Linked DNA regions of Ovis aries: region 2 is linked to region 1. The links are chromatin contacts, called in public Hi-C maps. All regions are on one chromosome and are shown on one strand. Each heading gives the region's core, a stretch centred on a gene start, on an enhancer-like site or on the middle of the called end of the contact. The rest is flanking DNA. Distances are from core to core; before and after follow the strand shown. Region 1 holds the start of TM4SF4 (transmembrane 4 L six family member 4). Region 2 has its middle 8.8 kb from the start of TRNAC-GCA.

Evidence for each region. A called contact is a pair of places that touch in the nucleus more often than the background predicts.
Region 2: a contact with region 1 is called in a Hi-C map of liver, with 5 times the contacts expected there. The contact joins the enhancer-like site here to the promoter of TM4SF4 in region 1. A contact is called at or near these places in 4 of 16 Hi-C or Micro-C datasets (liver, mixed tissues, skin fibroblasts and 1 more).

The regions. Positions count from the first base shown.
Region 1 is chr1:239,411,565-239,418,056 of ARS-UI_Ramb_v3.0, reverse strand. TM4SF4 (transmembrane 4 L six family member 4) reads left to right here and starts at 5,015. Exons shown (of 5, transcript XM_004003264.6): 1 at 5,015-5,365; 2 at 6,082-6,171. The coding sequence starts at 5,192. It overlaps LOC132657349 (a long non-coding RNA gene), which reads right to left and starts at 4,836. Exons shown (of 2, transcript XR_009595357.1): 1 at 4,380-4,836.
Region 2 is chr1:239,491,611-239,497,446 of ARS-UI_Ramb_v3.0, reverse strand. No RefSeq gene overlaps it. Among named protein-coding and RNA genes, the nearest start is that of TRNAC-GCA, 8.8 kb to the right of the region's middle. Within about 2 kb of position 4,421, at least 13 of the 54 cell types and tissues checked have an H3K27ac peak or open chromatin away from gene starts, as enhancers often do. A contact at or near this core is called in liver, where this site is marked.

The DNA of each region.
Region 1 (6,492 bases), core at 3,766-6,265:
AATTTTTTCTTGGCAATAAAGTTTCAAAGGTATGTTACCTTCTTAGACAAGCTTCAATATTTTCCAAATTTCACTTGTTTTATGTTTTTTATTGCTTTCAAGTATATTTGTAAACTTTCTAAAACTAAATATGACTGAAGAAATACCTGTGCAGAGCCATAGACCAAATATATGTATATATATTTGGCCCATATATATAATTATATATTTAGGAAATTATATATACTTTTATATTGTTATTGGTATATAATTATATATAATTTCATAAAGTATATATGACTGGGGAAATACCTGCACAGAGGCATAGATCAAATATATGTATGCATATATATATATTTGGTATAGTACAGATATAATACAGGTATTTCCCCAGTCATATTTACTTTATGAAATTATATATATAGTTATATACATTTATAATTATATAAATTATTTATATATAATTTCATAAAGTCAGATTTATTAACATAATAAATAAATGCAGTGTTCATATGTCTCTGCCTTTAAACCATGACATGAAATTCTTAATTTAGTCTACTTTAGAACTTGTGAGGACACTTACTTTAAAAGGAGGATAAGGAACCTCAATTAGCGATGTTCCACTTTATAGAGAGTGAGTGGGGGCTGAGTTTCTATTGAAAGCTAACTTTCCACCTATAACCATGGCAACATAAGGCTAAAGAGAGAAAGATCCCTGAAACCAATCGATATTTGGGCAGGTCTCAGGAAAGATTCATCAGCCAAGGTTCATGCCTCTCTGAAGGGTCAAGCTGTGCCCTTTTGTACTGAGACCTGGGTTGGGGAGGGTCACAGAGCACCTCTTTGAGTCATAAGGCAGGGTGTGCTTGCAGTTGCTCATTCTGATTTTGAAACCAGCTGGAGACATGGACTTTTCAGTGTTGATGGTGCTTTCAAAATTCCAAAGTCCGAATCCTAATCAAGCTGTGCCCACTAGTATAAAATAGAGGGAATTATCCAGAGTATTCAGCCTGTACCTGGAAAAGGCCCTTGATGTGAAGCTCAGTGCACACTGGCAGCCCTCCCAGTGTTGATCGAAACTCAGTGTATTAAGAATTACTTTGTGGTATTCAAGAGCTTCGCCTCTGGAGCCAGACTCCCTGGGTTTGAATCCTACCTCTACAACTGTGGAAGGTTAAAGACTGCCACAAATGCTTGGAGACTCTTCATGCAGAGGTGGGGTCTGTGCCCCTCTCCTTGCATCTTAGAGGACAGAGAATAGGACAAAAGTGACCCTGTTCCAGTTTCTGACTCAGGTTTTAAGAAAGTGACAGCTTCTATCTCTTGCCTCTTGCGTCATCATATAGAATCTCGCTTTGCTGTTGTTCAGTCGCTAAACCATGTCCGCCTCTTCGAACTCCATGGATTGTCACACTCCAGGCCTCCCTGTCCCTCACCACCTCCCGGAGCGCACCCAAATTCATGTCCACTGAGTCAGTGATGCCATCCAACCATCACATCCTCTGCTGCCCTCTTCTCTTGCCTTCAATCTTTCCGGGCATCAGGGGCTTTCCCAATGAGTCGGCTGTTTGCATTACGTGGCCAAAGTATTGGAGCTACAGTTGCAGACCCCTAAGACTACAGGGGGAAGAGAGGGGCCCTGCTGAGCCCAATTGTATCACCCTTCCCATCAAGGCACCTGGTATGTGAGTGAAGCCATCTTGGGCCCTACAAATCAATGCAATGCAGCCCCCAGCTGAACAAGAGCAAAGAACTCCAGTGGTACTACCTAGAGCTAAAGAATTACCTGATCTCCTTTAAAACAAGTTAGTCCTACTTCTTCTGCTAAGGAGCAGTTAACTCATTTAACCTCGTGCATGATTTTTTTTTTTTTAATCTCTTGTCACAACTAAGAGGTGGTAATACTGCGGGACTGTGCCAGGTCCTGCAGCAGGTGGGATCTTCTATCTTCACTGTGGCATGCAAACTTTTCGTTGCAGCATGTGGGATCTATTTCCCTGACTTAGGGATCAAACCCTGGTCCCCTGCTTTGGAAGCTCCGAGTCTTAGCTGCTGGACTGCCAGGGAAGTCCTAAGGTTGTAAAACCAGTGAAGTCAGAAAGCAAGTCAGATTTATTTTGTTCACTAGGACAGTACTTGGCACACTGTGGGTGCTTCAAACACACTGATGGATTGCATTCATTGCACTGAATTTATGATTCTTCACCAACTGCCAGGCGAAGAGTTTAGCAGACTGAGAAGCACTAATAATTGTCACCTAAGCATTAATGCATATCTCCTGCGGATGGTCAGAGTCACCTGGCAAACATCTCCCAGGCCTGTGCTCGCTGGCTTAGGGATGGAGTGCCTGCATCACGCCTAAGGTCCAGGAACCCCTGGACTTTCTGTGGCTGAATTTGCTGCCAGCACACTCCCAGAGGATGTGGTCCAGGAGGGCAGCTGCCAAGCTCATATTCTCCTTTTCTTTCTACAAGGATCCCTTTCTGTCCCTTCGAGAGTTGCCACCTGCTCTCACTTCTGAGATCTTCTTCCTGCAGAACAGGAACCAGAGTGGGGCTCAGCCTCAGCCACCTCATCCTGACTGTCTCTAAAAAGGAGGGCTGTAGCCATTAAGATTCAAGGGCTTCACTGCTGAAGAGAGAGTGAACAGCAAACGTCAAGCATGGGCGTCACAACCTCATTGTCAGAACCTCACGAGTGTCTTGAGCAAGGACCCAGCCCTTCCTGAGGGTAAACTTCACCAAGGCTCCCTCCCCTCACCTCCCCTTTCCCCAGATTAGATTGCCACTTCCTGCTTGCAGGTCTAAAGGCACAATGAATTGTTGAACAATAAATGAGTTAATCACCCTCAAAGTGTCTGAAATCAGGGCATTCCAGAAGGGTGACTATCCCACAGCATTTCCCTTTCTGCATACAGGATATAAATGACCTCATAGTTCCTCATGTACCACATCTTTTTAAAAATCACAGAAGAAACCTCAACTGTGGTCCATGCTATCTTCTACTTTCACCTGTTCACTTAGTGATCATAACCCCTGTTACTAGTCTGAAAAGTCTAGGGCATCAGGGCTGTGTTAACCAATGTTATTCAAATTTCTTGAGTAACTTCTAGGGGCAAAAGTCTCTGAAGAAAGAAAAAACTGCCCAGGCTCCAAAGGGGAGCTGCCTAGCTCCAAGATGGCATCTACAAAGATCAACTCCATTCTTAAATCCTGAGAACTTTGGACTTCCTCCTGGCACTTTCAGAACTCCTTGTCAAAGCTGGTGGGTTTCAAAGAAAGCTCATTTGCACCTGCTCAGTGTTGAAAAGCAACAGCCAGCAAAGTGATAACAGTCCTTATCTGCTGGTGGTAGGAACATGGCTGGTTTTTCTTCCTTCTGCTAATCTGTATAACTGACTTTTCTACCGAAAAAAAAAAAAAACCCCATATTATTTTGTAATAAGAAAAAAAATCACAATAGTTCATGGTTGTTCAGAAAGAAGTATGTCCTGCTGTACCCATACAATTCACACACGGTATCATTCTATTGTTTATATTGAAAAGAGACCACTTTTTAAATTTCTAAAGAAGAAAATCTATTAGGGAGAGCATAGCCCAGGCATGGGTGACAAAGAATCTTGTTTTAAAGTCTTGGTTCCTTGTCTTATTATGTTGGGATGACCTTATGATATGTACTTAATCTCTCTGAGTCCTAGGGCCTTCCCCAGTAGAAAGGACATGACATTGTCACAGTTCAAGCTTAGTACATCACACATGCTCAATAAATATTTGTTTTCCTTCTTGCCCCAATGCTGAGATCTCAGAAAGTATCCTTATAGAGCGACGAATGCACGTTTCATAGAATCTTCAGAAGAAAACTCAGCACCCAACCGATCTGACTTCTCTGGAATCAACTAACCACAGCTTCCCTGGTCAAGGGTCCCTGACCCACGGCAGATTGTAGCCCACTGCTTCCCTGGGAACAAGCGGCCAACTTCATGGCAGGACAGGTCTTACCACGTTACAGTGTTACTTGCTTTTTATTTAGCTACAAGTTGACTGTCTGTGAAATTCTACCTGCTATCTTTCTCTTAACCTCTAGGCTCTCAACAAAGGGCTAGCAGGCTCCCTTTTCATCCCACAGTCCTTCAGCTGTTAAGCAACACCAGTACCCAGCAGGGACGGTCACTGCATGACGTCGGGCTTGGTCTAGGCATGGCAGAAGCTTCCTTAAAGTGACACAAAGCATACTAGTAACCGAATGCTGCCCCAGACACTTGGCAAAATTCTCAATAAAGGTCCATCTTACCTCCTCTTACACTTTCTAACTGCTCTTTTAACTTTGTCCAAGCTACCTCCAATCCCCTCATCAATGTTTTTCCTCTCTTCCACCCAATACCAACCTCCCTTTCTCCTTACCTTTTTCAAAGATGGAGCTTTTTATTCCTGCATAGAAGATATAGCTGAACAAGTTGATTGGGAATGGTTCTTGCTAATTCTATCATGCCAGGTAGGGAAGAAAATAGAACCTAATGGAATAGCAGACAACAAAATAAATAATCACCCTGATTTCGTCCTTTAAAAAATTCCTGTGGGCCCGAGCTCAAAAATACCCAACTAGACCATCAGACTGCTATTTTCCTATTGAGGAAAACAGAAGCTCTTTCAAATAACTCTTTTGCATTCCAGGCTTTCAGCGGAAAAGGCAAAGACATGCACTGTAGACCATTAAGTACTTAGGAGACACGATTTTAGCTAGGATGTAACTCAATTTTACTGTGATTTATAAAGAGCCTGGGGAAAATATTTCTTGATTTGGGCAGGCCATTGTCAGATTAAAGGTGCCGTAGGCCCAGATGCTGTTTGTTCCAGCCCTAAGTTCGATCGCAACAAGGTTGAGTGTCTTGTCTGTGCTGGTGGATTATTAACAGAGGTTATTGGTCTCCATGGCAAAATGATTGCAATGAACGTAATCTTATTTATGAGGGTGCAGGGAGGGAAAAAAAGAGCTTCAGGTCAGGGAGAATATAAATGACCATAGCCGTTGAGGTTCTGTTGCATTTGAGAAGCTGAAGCAACTCCCAGGACACAGCTCACAGGCTGATTTTGCTTCTTGGCTCCAAAATAAGAATTGATTTGGGGACAATTGTTACAACTCTGCAGCCGATAACTTTGAAGAGAGCCTGCGAGGAAGGGGGCTTGATCACACACCGACATCCCATATCCCCAGCATGTGCACTGGGAGCTGTGCCAAGTGCCTGGGGGGCACCCTCATCCCCCTGTCTGTGTTTGGCCTCCTCGCTAACATCCTGCTATTTTTCCCTGGAGGAAAAGTGATAGACAACAATGACCACCTTTCCGACGAGGTCTGGTATTTTGGAGGAATATTAGGAAACGGAGTCTTGGTGAGTAAGGAAACCTTAACATCTCCCCCTAAAGATTTTCATCCTATCTTTTTAAAATTGGGTACTTACTGAACAGGAAGAGATTTAGTTGCTAACAAAAGCCCAAGAACTGCATGATGAAACGTTAAGTGCCTCAATTTTTTCCCTTCCTCATAGGGACCCACCAAGGAATCCCCAGACTTAGGCTGGCAGCTCCCATGGGGCAGTGCACTTCCCTGAACCAAGCTGAGTGCTACAGAATTTATTTTAAGAAGACAATGATAGGGTGCGGGGTTGTGGGGGGTCGGGGAGTGTGAATATATTTTTTCTAGTAAATTCATTGAAAACTACCACGAGAAACAGGTGTCAGTGAATTCCTCTTCCAATTCTTTGGTAATGATTTCTTTATCCCTTATTTCCAACATAGACTAGGAACTTCTGGTTTAGAGAGAGAAAAACTCATGTTTCATGACAATCGAGGACAAATTTTTTGTCCTTCTCCTAACCCACCATGTAAATGGAAACTCAGTGTCAGATCTTGGTATATTGCCTCATTGGATTTGCAGTTAGGCCAAATAGAACCTAAATATTCCATAACACTCATCCACCCACCAGCCAGACTCCATTAGCTGTTGGCCCCCAAGTCCCGGGTTGGAGATGTGGCTCGTCACACAGGCAGGCAGGCACGGGGCGCCCCCTTCACGTGCCAGCCTACACGGTGTTTCTTTTGCTTGTAGATGATCTTTCCTGCCCTGGTGTTCTTGGGCCTGAAGAACAATGACTGCTGCGGGTGCTGTGGCAACGAGGGCTGCGGGAAGCGCTTTGCGGTGAGTGCCTGCGGAGGCCAGGAAGGGGGATCAGCCAGCAGACCCGCTCCAGGGGGCACTGCCTTCTCGTGCTGGGCATTGAGGGGATGAGTCACCAGCCCCAGGCAACACTCTGAGGGCAGCTGGTACAGGGATAATGATGGGATTCTTGCTGGTGCAAAGTAACAGTAATCATAAATTTTTAAAACCATAGCCCTCCTACTTATAGAATATGAGTGTCGCTCAGAATGTTACTAGCAGTCAGGGATATCAGAGCTGGAAAACTGCAGTGATGCCATAGAAAGAATGAAGGCTTGAGGCTTTCCCTGGTGGTCCAGTGAT
Region 2 (5,836 bases), core at 3,172-5,671, 80 kb before region 1:
ACACTGTAAACTCATTCCATACTCCTTTCCTAATCTTTACAACTTTAAAAATTTATTAAAAAACAAACAAACAAGCTTTAACCCAGAGACAGCACAGAAAAATTGAACAAACATGACCCTGCCAGAGAACCCTTGTGCCCCAGCCTCATCTCCTCCATGACCTCGGTAAGTCCCTTGACTTTGATCTTTGGCTCAATCACCATAAACCAGGCAAAATAATAGCCACCAGCAGGGTTATGGTGAAGTTTAAAGGTGGCAATATCTATGAAATTTGTAAGTTCTGAAGAGCTGAGCAAACACTGCAGAAGTCCACTATATATTTACGTAGGGCTGGGTCTCTTTTATATGTCTTTTTCTTACTGTGTGTACAGACCTTGGGGCCAGACCAGAGAAAGATAAAGTCAATGACAGCACATTAAGGAAGAAATACTCCAGACTAGAGACTGGTACAGAGTGTGAGAAAAGCAGAAAATTTCCTCTGCACATGGAGTGTCTCAGGACTTCTTTCCCTGCTGCTTTGTGGCTGGGTAAAACCATCCTACTCCACCACAAGAACACATGAAGTTTCCCAGGTTTTCTTGAACCACCAAAGTATTCCTCTATCCACTCACAACTAGTTATAAAAGGTATTAGAAATGGCCAACCAACTGGAATTATACAGCCACCAAGAAATACAATGGCTCTTCTGTTTTGAAATAAATATTTAAACCTGCAAACATTTGCAGGCATTTCATTAAGTCTCCATGCTTACCCTTCAGCCTGTACTCTGCCAGACTCCACCAATACAGAAACAATATTCCATTTATGTGAATGGTTTTTCTTTTAAGATTTATATATTTTTTAGAGAAACACATTGAGGTATTTTTGAATGAAATGAAATGAAGTATAGATAAAATGAGATTGACCACGTATTTATATTTCTTAAAGTTGCTTGATGGGTACATAGGGTTTTATTATACTGTTTTTTTCTACCATTGTGTATGTTTGAGTTTTTTTCATTATGAAGATATTTAGAAGCTTCACCTGTACAACAGGAAAAAACAAAGGTATTCCACATTCATGTTAAATTTATGGAAATAAATGAAAGTGAATTAGTGAAAATTTAAACTCAGATTCATCTGGAGAGATGGTTGCTATGTACTCTAGCTTGTCCTAAAATTTATTTTACTAATATTGGTATTATGTTATAGATGAAGCAATAAGCATTAAATTAGGCAGGAAAACACATGGTTATTTATTGTTGTTGTTCTTCCTGCACCTTTTCAGCTAGCTTAATCTGACTGCCAATGAGGATATTCTCCAGTTGTATCTGCTCAAAAACATTTGCTGGGTTTTTTTTTTAATAGCAAAAACTAGGATATTTGTCTTTTATGAAAACACATGAGTGATTAACAAGGTGATTGCTTTAAGAGTCTTGTGTCCAAAATACGTAGTATATATTTAAAGTAGAATTAAAATTCACAATAGAGACGCTGTTATTTACTGAGTGTTTTAGGAAATCATCATATCTTGAAACACATATGGCAGACTCAGTACTATAAAGATATCCTTCAACAGAAAGTTACAAATGAATCACAACTAGAGATAATATATCTATACGTAAATAATTCACCACTTTATCTTATAGTCAAGTCATAGATCCATTATTAAAAGGATTATCTCATAAGAACATGAAACTGGTGATTACAGTTTATTAAGGAAGCACTGTAAAATGACAATAACCCATTTACAGATGAGCCTAAAGATGAAATGTGAAGTTTAAAAAATGCTTTTCTAGAGGTTGTTTCATCTCTGTTTTGCTCAGTAACATTGCATTTTTATATTAGGACAAATATACCACATTTAGGAGTGTTTGTTAAAATCCAAATGAAGCATATTAATTTCTGCATGTTTTTAAGTTATAAAAAAGAAATATTTATCCCATCTGTCAATTTTATGAACACCTCTATCAGCACATATTTATGAATTTTATTCCATATTTCCCTGAAAACTAGTCTTAGTATTATATTGTTATACCATACAGTGAGAACTAAAAATATGAATATTAATTCTTTTCTCCCATTCCATGTCAAAACATACAATTTTTTATTATAGTGACTTGGTACCACAAAGATCCTGTGTAATCAGTTCCTCTTCTCTAAGAATCATGGAAAGTCTTTCTACACCACCCAGGAAGGTGATTCATGACAGAAATCAACAAGCTATTAGCACTCTTTATCCTGTTCAGGGTCTTATTGGGGCAAATTGTGTCAAAGTTAATTGATAACTCCTTTAAGAACATCTAATGAGTCAGAATGAAATCATAACTTCTGTATCTTTATTAAATGCTGATTTGATTATTTGATTCTGTTTTAGTTTTGATTACCTTGATCCAGCTTATCACATAAAAAGTGCCCCCCAAAGCAAGTTGGTTTTGCCAGGATTTAAATATTTCAATTATGTGTACATGGTATTCCCAACTGTATTTGTTTCCTTAGAGTAATATTTTTTTGTTCAGTGCAAAAAAAGTGAAGCAAAAACTCAAAAGGAATATGGTGGATATATTCCATACTAATAATGCCTCCATTTGTGTAAACTTTCCTAAAGGCCTTCTCTGCTTAGTCCTCAGTTGTGTCCGACTCTTTGTTACCGCATGGACTATAGCCCACCAGGCTCCTCTGTCTATGGAAATCTCCAGGCAAGAATACTGGAGTGGGTTGCCATTTCCTTCTCCATGGGATCTTCCAACCCAGGGATCAAACCCAGATCTCCCACATTGCAGGCAGATTCTTTACTGACTGAGCCACCAGGGTCTTCAAAGCCTTTCTAACTTTAACACTGAAAGGTTGAGAAAAGGGTAATACGATTGCTACATTTATTTACTAGACTTGCCATGATATTAAAAGACACTTACTCCTTGAAAGAAAAGTCATGACCAACCTAAACAGCATATTAAAAAGGAGAGACATTACTTTGCCAACAAAGGTCCGTCTAGTCAAAGTTTTTCCAGTAGTCATGGATGGATGTGAAAGTTGGACTGTAGAGAAAGTTGAGTGCTGAAGAATTGATGCTTTTGAACTGTGGTGTTGGAGAAGACTCTTGAGAGTCCCTTGGACTGAAAGGAGATGCAACTAGTCCATCCTAAAGGAAATCAGTCCTGAATATTCATTGAAAGGACTGATGTTGAAGCTGAAACTCCAATCCTTTGGCCACCTGATGCGAAGAACTGACTCATTGGAAAAGACCCTGATGCTGGGAAAGATTGAGGGCAGGAGGAGGAGGGGATGACAGAGGATGAGATGGTTAGATGGCATCACCCACCCACCATGAGTTTGGGTAGGCTCTGGGAGTTGGTGATAGACAGGGAGGCCAGGCATGCTGCAGTCCATGGGGTCGCAAAGAGTCAGACATGACTGAGCGACTGAAGTGAACTTAACTGAACTGAGCTACTTTATTTTTTAAAATAATTTTATTTATTTTTGGTCATGCTGGTTCTTCATTGCTGTGTGACCTTTCTTCTGTTGCAGCAATCAGGGGCTACTCTCTAGCTGCAGTGCACGGGGTTTTCATTGCAGTGTCTTCTCTGATTGCAGCTTCTGGGCTCTAGGGCACAGGCTTGTTAGTTGTTGCCCACCAGCTTAGTTGCTCCGCAGCATGTGGAATCTTCCCTGGACCGGGGCTGGAACCCATGTCTTCTCCACTGACAGGCGGATTCTTCACCACTGAACCACCAGTTAAGCCTGAGCTATTTCATTTGATGCATGAAACAGTATTACGTATAGGCAAAGCAGGTATTGTTACCATTTGACAACTGGGAAAACTAAAACCCAGAGAGAGCAAATGACTTGCCCAGGATCGCAGAAAGTGTGACGAATCTAGGAGAAAATCTATGTCTCTTGGGTGCCAGTACTTTCTCCTTCCTGACATGCCAGGCAGTTTTTAAGATAGTTATGCATGACGATTGACCTTAAATTACCTGTCTATCTTTGGGAAGCATTTCTTTCTCTTCCTGGATCCCCAGCTGCCTGGCACCAGCACTCTTCTCAGACTCAGAGCCATGATTCACTGGGGTGGGCGGCGGAGGGGAGGGGGAACAGGTGGCAGCTTGGCCATCTGCCACACAGAGAGACTAGGTCACTTCCCTTTGGTAAAGAGCTTCTAGGCTCAGATTCGTCAGGTGTTCTAAAACGGAGCAGAGGGAAAAATAAACATCTAAGTTGGCATTCTGCGTTCCAAGTGAAAGCATTGTTTTTAAGATAAATAATTATTTTTAGAAAGAGAATAGAATTTCAGCTGTGTACCAAAACTGGGGCTTTGTCCATTAGGGTCACTGATGCAGAAGCAAAACTATCGAAGGTCTGAAGTTCCTATATGACTAGGTAATGCTAAAATAAACATACGGTTCCCATCGTACAACTCAATGCTTAGCCAAGTCCAAACACACTGCTGCCAACATTTTAAAGTCAACACTGATATCTAAAATAAACACAGGCTGACTAACACACACTGGTACTTTGATGAAAATATATTGTGAAATAGCTCCTTGCAAAGAGAAGTTCTTGGGTTCTTTCTCTGGGTAACTGTTCATTATTCAGAAGAATGATAAGACCCCCTAAACATTTTTTTGAATTCATTCATTCAACAGATTTTTTTTTTTTTTTTGAACACTTACTCTCAGGAACTGTGACGGGCAGGAGATTCTGTCCTACTTTCAAGTTAATGAATTAGCTTGCCAGTTTCATAGATGCTGGCACAAGTGGTGATATTCCTGGGTCAGAAACAAAAGACTTTATTACTTAGAGCTGTAGCAGTAGCTAGCGTCAGCATTTGAGAGAACTCTGAGCTTCAGGAACCAGGTCTTTTATACTGAATAGCAAGCATGGTGGCTTTTTGCGGTTGAAGGAGATATTTCCTCCCTCTAAGGTAGTTTACTTTATCATCCTCCCTGAAAAAATACTCCAGAACAAAGGCAGTCAATGCCCATACATGGAAGATGTTTAGAAATGTGAGAAATCTAAGGACCATTACCTCCTGACACTTTTTCTCCATCAGACACTAGATGAATGCTAACGATATGAAGATTGAAAGGAAGAATGTGCTATCTTGTTCCTAATATATCTAATAGTGCATGACACTGAACTCTTAAATTCTGTCCACAGAAAATGTGGGGAGTACAGTTTGTTGAGTATCTCCCCCAACTTGATTCTTACAATGAAGAACACTGAGGGGGATCCATAAGGCAGAAATTTCATCCTTTGTTTCTCAACTTGTTTGTTAGTCAAGGGTTTTAGTGGTAAGTGCCAGCAAAATGGAACTAACACGTTGCAACTGCATAAAAGTGCAGTGTTTCAGCATTTGCAAAGCATTCAGTCTGTGGCATAATGATCCAAATGACATAAAGGTAAAGGTCATCGGCAGGGGAAATAGATAACAACGTTTAAAGAAAGAAGTGGAAATTGATAGAAAAATATTATGAGGTAAATGATAAAGAAAAATATTATGAGGGAAACCTCTCTCAATTGTACTGATAGGCAGTGGTTTAGTTGCTGAGTCGTGTCTGACTCTTGAGACCCTGTGGACTGTAGCCCACTGAGCTCCTCTGTCCATGGGATTTTCCAGGCAAGAATACCTGAGTGGGTTGCCATTTCCTTCTCCAGGGGACCTTCCTGATCCAGAGACCGAAAGCAGGTCTCCAGCACTGCAGGTGGATTCTTTACCAACTGAGCTAGGAGAGAAGCCCTGACTCATTTGCTAGCGCCAATTATTTTGGTTTGAATTTTGGTGTGGGCTGAATCTAATTTTTTTTATAGCAAAGTCCTATCATTGCTCAGTTGGTAAAGAATCCGCCTGCAATGCA